Linked DNA regions of Sus scrofa: region 1 is linked to region 2. The links are chromatin contacts, called in public HiChIP or PLAC-seq maps. All regions are on one chromosome and are shown on one strand. The core of a region is the stretch at or near the end of the contact, and the rest is flanking DNA. Distances in the headings are between cores, read along the strand shown.

Region 1 (2,729 bases), core at 24-2,523, 280 kb after region 2:
TGGTGGGGATACATCCGCACCCAGCAGCTGCAGTTGGATTCTTAATCCACTGCTGCAGCAGGAACTCCTTATTGATTTGATTTTTACTTGGGTAACTTCCAAATTTTTCAATACCAAGAATCTCTCTTCTACTTTTTTTTTTGTTTGTTTGTTTTTTGGTCTTTTGTCTTTTTAGGGCCACACCCGCAGCATATGGAGGTTCCCAGGCTAGGGGTCTGATTGGAGCTGTTGCCTCTGGCCTACACCAGAGCCACAGCAATGCCGGATCTGTGCTACGTCTGCGACCTACACCACAGCTCACGACAACGCTGGATCCTTGACCAACTGAGTGAGGCCAGGGATGGAACCCGCAACCTCTTAGTTCCTAGTCGGATTCATTTCCACTGCGCAATGACAGGAACTCCCAAGAATCTCTCTTCTAAAAAAAGCATACATGGGTATATATATGTACATATACATATGTGTGTATATATATATCTGATTGGCCACTCAGGTCCATGTTCTGAAAGATCTCAGCTACAAAACCAGTATAGTTATTTAAATAATAAAAGTGTTTCCGCATTAAAAAGTAATCAGAGGCGTTCCCGCCGTGGCACAGCGGAAGTGAATCCGACTAGGAACCATGAGGCTGCAGGTTTGATCCCTGGCCTGGCTCAGTTTAGGATCCGGTGTTGCCGTGAGCTGTGGTGTAGGTCGCAGACGCAGCTCGGATCTGACGGATCTGGCGTTGTTGTGCCTCTGGCATAGGCCGGCGGCTGCAGCTCCGATTGGACCCCTAGCCTGGGAACCTCCACATGCCCTGGGTGCGGCCCTAAAAAGACAAAAAGAAAAAAAAAAAAAGATTTTAATTGGCACGTGAAAAACCAGTATTATCACACTGATTTACTGAATCTAGTCGAAAGCAAAGACATAGTGTTTGGGATAGCCTGATTCATTTTAGCTCTCCTTACAATTTTCATTACGACTCTGAGATTTTTACCAGAATTTTACAATATCCTTTATCTTCCCCCTGGTTTGTTTGTATTTTGGTTCTTGTTGGAAAGCAGAATAAAAGGACCAATATCTTGCAAAAAATGTATTTCATGCCTCTAGACCCCGAGGTGTTGTTTGCGATCCCGGCCCAAGTCTATCCTCTTGCATATCTAGCCCCATCCTCGCCCAGTCCCTCAAGCCGGGGCGGGGTGCCTCACTGCAACCTCATCGTCAGCCACCAGGAGGAGAGAACGGCCCCAGGAACCCAGGGACCCAGTCCTTTGGTGGAGGCGGCGGAAGCGGAAAAGGCGGGACCTAGGGCGCACGTTACGACCTCACGTGCGAGCGTTAAAACCGAGTCTCCGGAATAGAAGGTGGATGTTTCCTGAGCGTGTTGGCTGTGAGCGGGTCCCCTGTGGGTTGTAGAATTCCGACTTCATGGCGGAGATAATTCAGGAACGCATAGAGGATCGACTCCCCGAATTGGAACAGCTGGAGCGCATTGGACTGTTCAGTCGTGCGGAGATTAAGTGAGAGCCGAGGAAGAGAAGAAGTGGGGCGGGCAGCGGGGAGGCTGGGGCGTGTGTGTGGCGGCGGGCAGGGATGCGGGAGCACTTGGGTGGTGTTTATTTTTCCTAATATGGCAGAAACACATTTCCGGTATTTGATGATACCCAGAATTAATTTCTCATTCATTGCGTGATGATCGGACTATTTACACCCCTCCCCCCAACAAACTGACACCTCCTCTTGGAGCCAGGTCTTGGAGCTTTGAAGGTGGTGGAAAACCAGGATCTCTGCCCGGCAGGAGCTTACGGCCCTCTGTGTGGTGCGGGACACTGATATGTGAAACGTTTTGGTTATAGTGCTGTATTGTAAGTGTAGGTGCTGGTTGTAGTACAGTGTCCTGCCCAAGAGATGCGAACAGTGCCGAGGGAACCCGGGAGGAGTAGATAAATCTAAAGACTTGAAGATGGGGTCCATGTAATTCAGCTTCGTTTTCTACCCTGGGGCTTAGCCAACAAAGTGGTATATAGTTGTCATTCATTAATTTGTTAAAATTAATAGTTTTTAATGGTTTCCTGCGACTATTTCTTTGTTTTACAATGACTGCGAATGTAGTACTGTGACTATGGGAACCTTAAACATTTGTTAAAGAAACACAACATATTGTGGACTCTTCATTAATTGCTCAGTAAATATTGTTACCATTAATTTGAGATGATTATTGGTCATGCAAATCTTGCATTAAATCCTCCTGATATACACATATTGTTCATTCCTTAATTAGATACAGTGAATCTCCTCTCAGTAGCCCTTTGCTGTAATGATATAGGTAGAGACAACCTAGGTTTTGTTTTTTTTTTCCTTAAATGTTGAAAATTCAGAAGTCAGCAGAGTTTAGGAAAGAAATTTGATTGTTATTGAAATTCAAGTGGCCTGAATTTGGAGGAAAAGAAATCTTCACTAATACCACATAAAGTACCACTAATATCATTTACTTTGCTGGTGGGCATGTCAGTGGTCCTGGCAATCAATAGAGATTCTCATGAAAGGTTAAAATACATCCTGGATGCTCTTAAGAACACAGAAGTCCTGAAACTAATGTAATATTGTAAATCAACTATATATATATATATATATTTTTTTTTTTTTGTCCTTTTTTTGGCTTTTTCTGGGGCTGCTCCCGTGGCATATGGAGGTTCCCAGACTAGGGGTCGAATCGGAGCAGTAGCTGCCAGCCTACACCAGAGCCA
Region 2 (2,700 bases), core at 155-2,654:
ACAGTGACCTGGAGGGGCTACTCCAGAATGGAATGGGGTTTAGAACAGAAAGCCTCCAAACAGCAATAGAAACGCATGAACGAATGTACTTAAACAATCCAGCCCTCCCCAGCCCACCTCTTCTTATTTTAGTCCTTCCAATTGAGTCATGAAACTCGCACAAAGACATCAAGAAGTCCCTGCTGTTCTGTCCCCAAGTCAGCGAACGGAAGACGTGTCCCCTTTATTATCTTCAAAAAGTGAAATCTAAGTGCCTGGGTGGAAGGGAGGAGGTAGGGTCTCACATGTTTGGGCGTCAGTTTGGGTCTACGAGTGTGCCTGTTATTATTTTTAAATTAATTACCAAGCAGTTATGGAATAATGTTTTAAAAGATGGGGAAAATTAGGCTGTAGGGTAACAATAATTCTCTCGAGTGAAGGACCCTCTCCAAATAAGTATTCATTCATTGGGCACCTGTGTAACTTGAAGTTTAGAGTAAATTTTTGAGGAAATACCGAGCGTATCAGGAGTTATTCCAATGCAAAGGGCAAATATCGCTAAAATAATTTTTTTTTAAAGAAAAAACGCTCCATACTTTACAGTCAATGCCTAGAGGGAGGGCAGACCGCGAGCGCAAAAACACGCGGAGACACCTGACCTTGCCCACAAGTCGAACAGTTCGGCACCCCTCCCCCGAGCTTCCCCGGGAGCCGGTTCACGCCATCCCAAGTGCTCAGTCTGCCTGTTCCCAGCACCTGCCTGGCAGGGACATGGGAATCTCCACGGAAGACGAACGGGTCTGAAAGGAGGCGGCCTCGGAAACGCAGAGGCCCGGGAGAAAAGGATTCCTAGTGGAAAAGGAGGACAGGACCTTCGGGGAGGATGAGGCCGGGCGGCTAGGGGCTCGGGAAGACACGGCTGGGGAGGACGACGGGGGCATAGCGGGGGGAGGAGTGAGGAGGACCCAGATGAGGTGAGAGGTCGGCGGCCTCCGGCGGGCAGCCTACAGGGAAGACCGGAGGGGCTGGGAGGCCCGGGAGGCCTGGGGGCGCGGAGGGAGGACGGCAGGGGCAGGGGCTGCGGTGGCCGCGACCAGCCCCAGCGCGCGGACTCACGTTCTCCCACCAGCAGGATCCGCACGTCTTTCTTCATGTCGGCGGCTCGCAGGGGCCGAGCTCGGCCCGCACGCATGGAGCGGACTGCTCTCGCCGGGAGCGCCCAGCCCGCGGCGCCGCTCTCCCCGCGCTGCCGGCGCCGCCCCGCCCGAGCCTCGACCGCCCCGGCCTGCCGCGCCGCCTCCTCGGCTGCTTCCCCGCTCGCGAGCCGGGACAGCGCCAGCTCCGCCTCCTCCGGCTCCGCGGGCGGCGGCGGCGGCGGCGGCGGGGCCGACGGGGAGCCGCGAGGGACAAGCGCTTTCGGAACGCGAACGCTCTCGGAGCGGGAGCCGCGCCCCCGCGGTCAGGCTCTCCGCAGGGCATCGCCAGGGAGTCTCGCCCATCCTCCTCCGGGAACATCGGCTTTGGACGGGGAGTTTGAGTAGCAGAGTGTTACCCACTGACCCTATTTCTTTTACAAAATATGAGCAGGAGAATTTCCTTGTCTAACTAAGGTCACACAACTAGAACTTGGCAGTGTGACTCACGGCGGGCATATTCTCGCCAAACTATATAAACTCCAGGCGGGTGGCGACCTGTCTACCTGGTTTTCAGCAGCATTCCCCACCTTATCGGACAAAGCCCTCAGAAAGCGCTTGTTTGCGTAAAAGATGACTACATCCCTAGACAGAGTCCTTTCCACTACCCAGAGCCCACCACTCTAGCAGCCTTTTATCTGTGATGTTTATAAAATACGATTCTAAATAATGAGATTAGTTTCTGCACTACGTAAACATTCATTTCTTTGCAACCAAACTAAGTGATTTCCTCCCTCTTCGTGGTCTACTTTTACACAGGGTCTTCTGATACTTCTCCATACGTTATAGGTTTGCCCAGCGCAGGACTGGGCACATTGGTGGCACAGGATAATAAACCCTTACTGATTTTTCTGATGTTGCCTTAATTTCCTCCTGACTCTCTCAGTCTGGAGGAATTTGTTGCCATATCTCTAATGCTTGAGCAGTGCTTGGCATACAGTGGGAGATAGATGGATAGATGGATGGATAGATACATATGGAAATATATAGAATAAATGAGGAAATTCACTGTGCATAATGTGCCTTTTATCTTAAATATTGAAAAATGATTTTTTTAAGGAAATAAAATGCACACAGTACCAATCCCCTTTTCTGCTAGGAGAACCCCAGTCGTCTGGTGCAGCAGTTAAGAGCTGCTGATAAACTGCTTAGGCTTGACTCCAGAGCCCATCACCTAATAGTTATGTGATCCAGAGCAGGTTATTTGACTTCTCAAGCCTGCCCCTTCTTCTCTAACAGGGCAATAATGATCATATTACCTACCTACTCAAGTTGTTGTGAAAAATAATTAAGATAATAAATAAACACCAAGCATTTGGAATAGTGCCAGACTCAGTACTTGGTTTACTGATAGCTGTGCTTACTATCTTAAAGGTCACTGAAAAGCTGAAAACCACAAATTTTGAGGCAAATTCCTTGTTATGTTTACAACAGTATTTCACCATCTTTGTTATAATGATATCCCAAAGGAGCACAGGGGTGGAAGCCCTTCCAGAAAACGCTCTCACTGTGGTGAAAGGAGGAAGAC

What was found. HiChIP or PLAC-seq counts read pairs in DNA pulled down with a chosen protein or histone mark.
Region 1: a contact with region 2 is called in an H3K27ac HiChIP or PLAC-seq map of alveolar macrophages. The contact joins the promoter of UTP6 here to the promoter of RHOT1 in region 2. A contact is called at or near these places in 1 of 5 promoter capture datasets (liver) and 1 of 2 datasets of contacts at active chromatin or transcription factors (alveolar macrophages).

The regions. Positions count from the first base shown.
Region 1 is chr12:43,060,306-43,063,034 of Sscrofa11.1, forward strand. It overlaps UTP6 (U3 small nucleolar RNA-associated protein 6 homolog), which reads left to right and starts at 1,274. Exons shown (of 19, transcript XM_003131746.4): 1 at 1,274-1,502. The coding sequence starts at 1,411.
Region 2 is chr12:42,782,067-42,784,766 of Sscrofa11.1, forward strand. RHOT1 (mitochondrial Rho GTPase 1) reads right to left here and starts at 1,405. Exons shown (of 20, transcript XM_013989961.2): 1 at 1,096-1,405. The coding sequence starts at 1,171.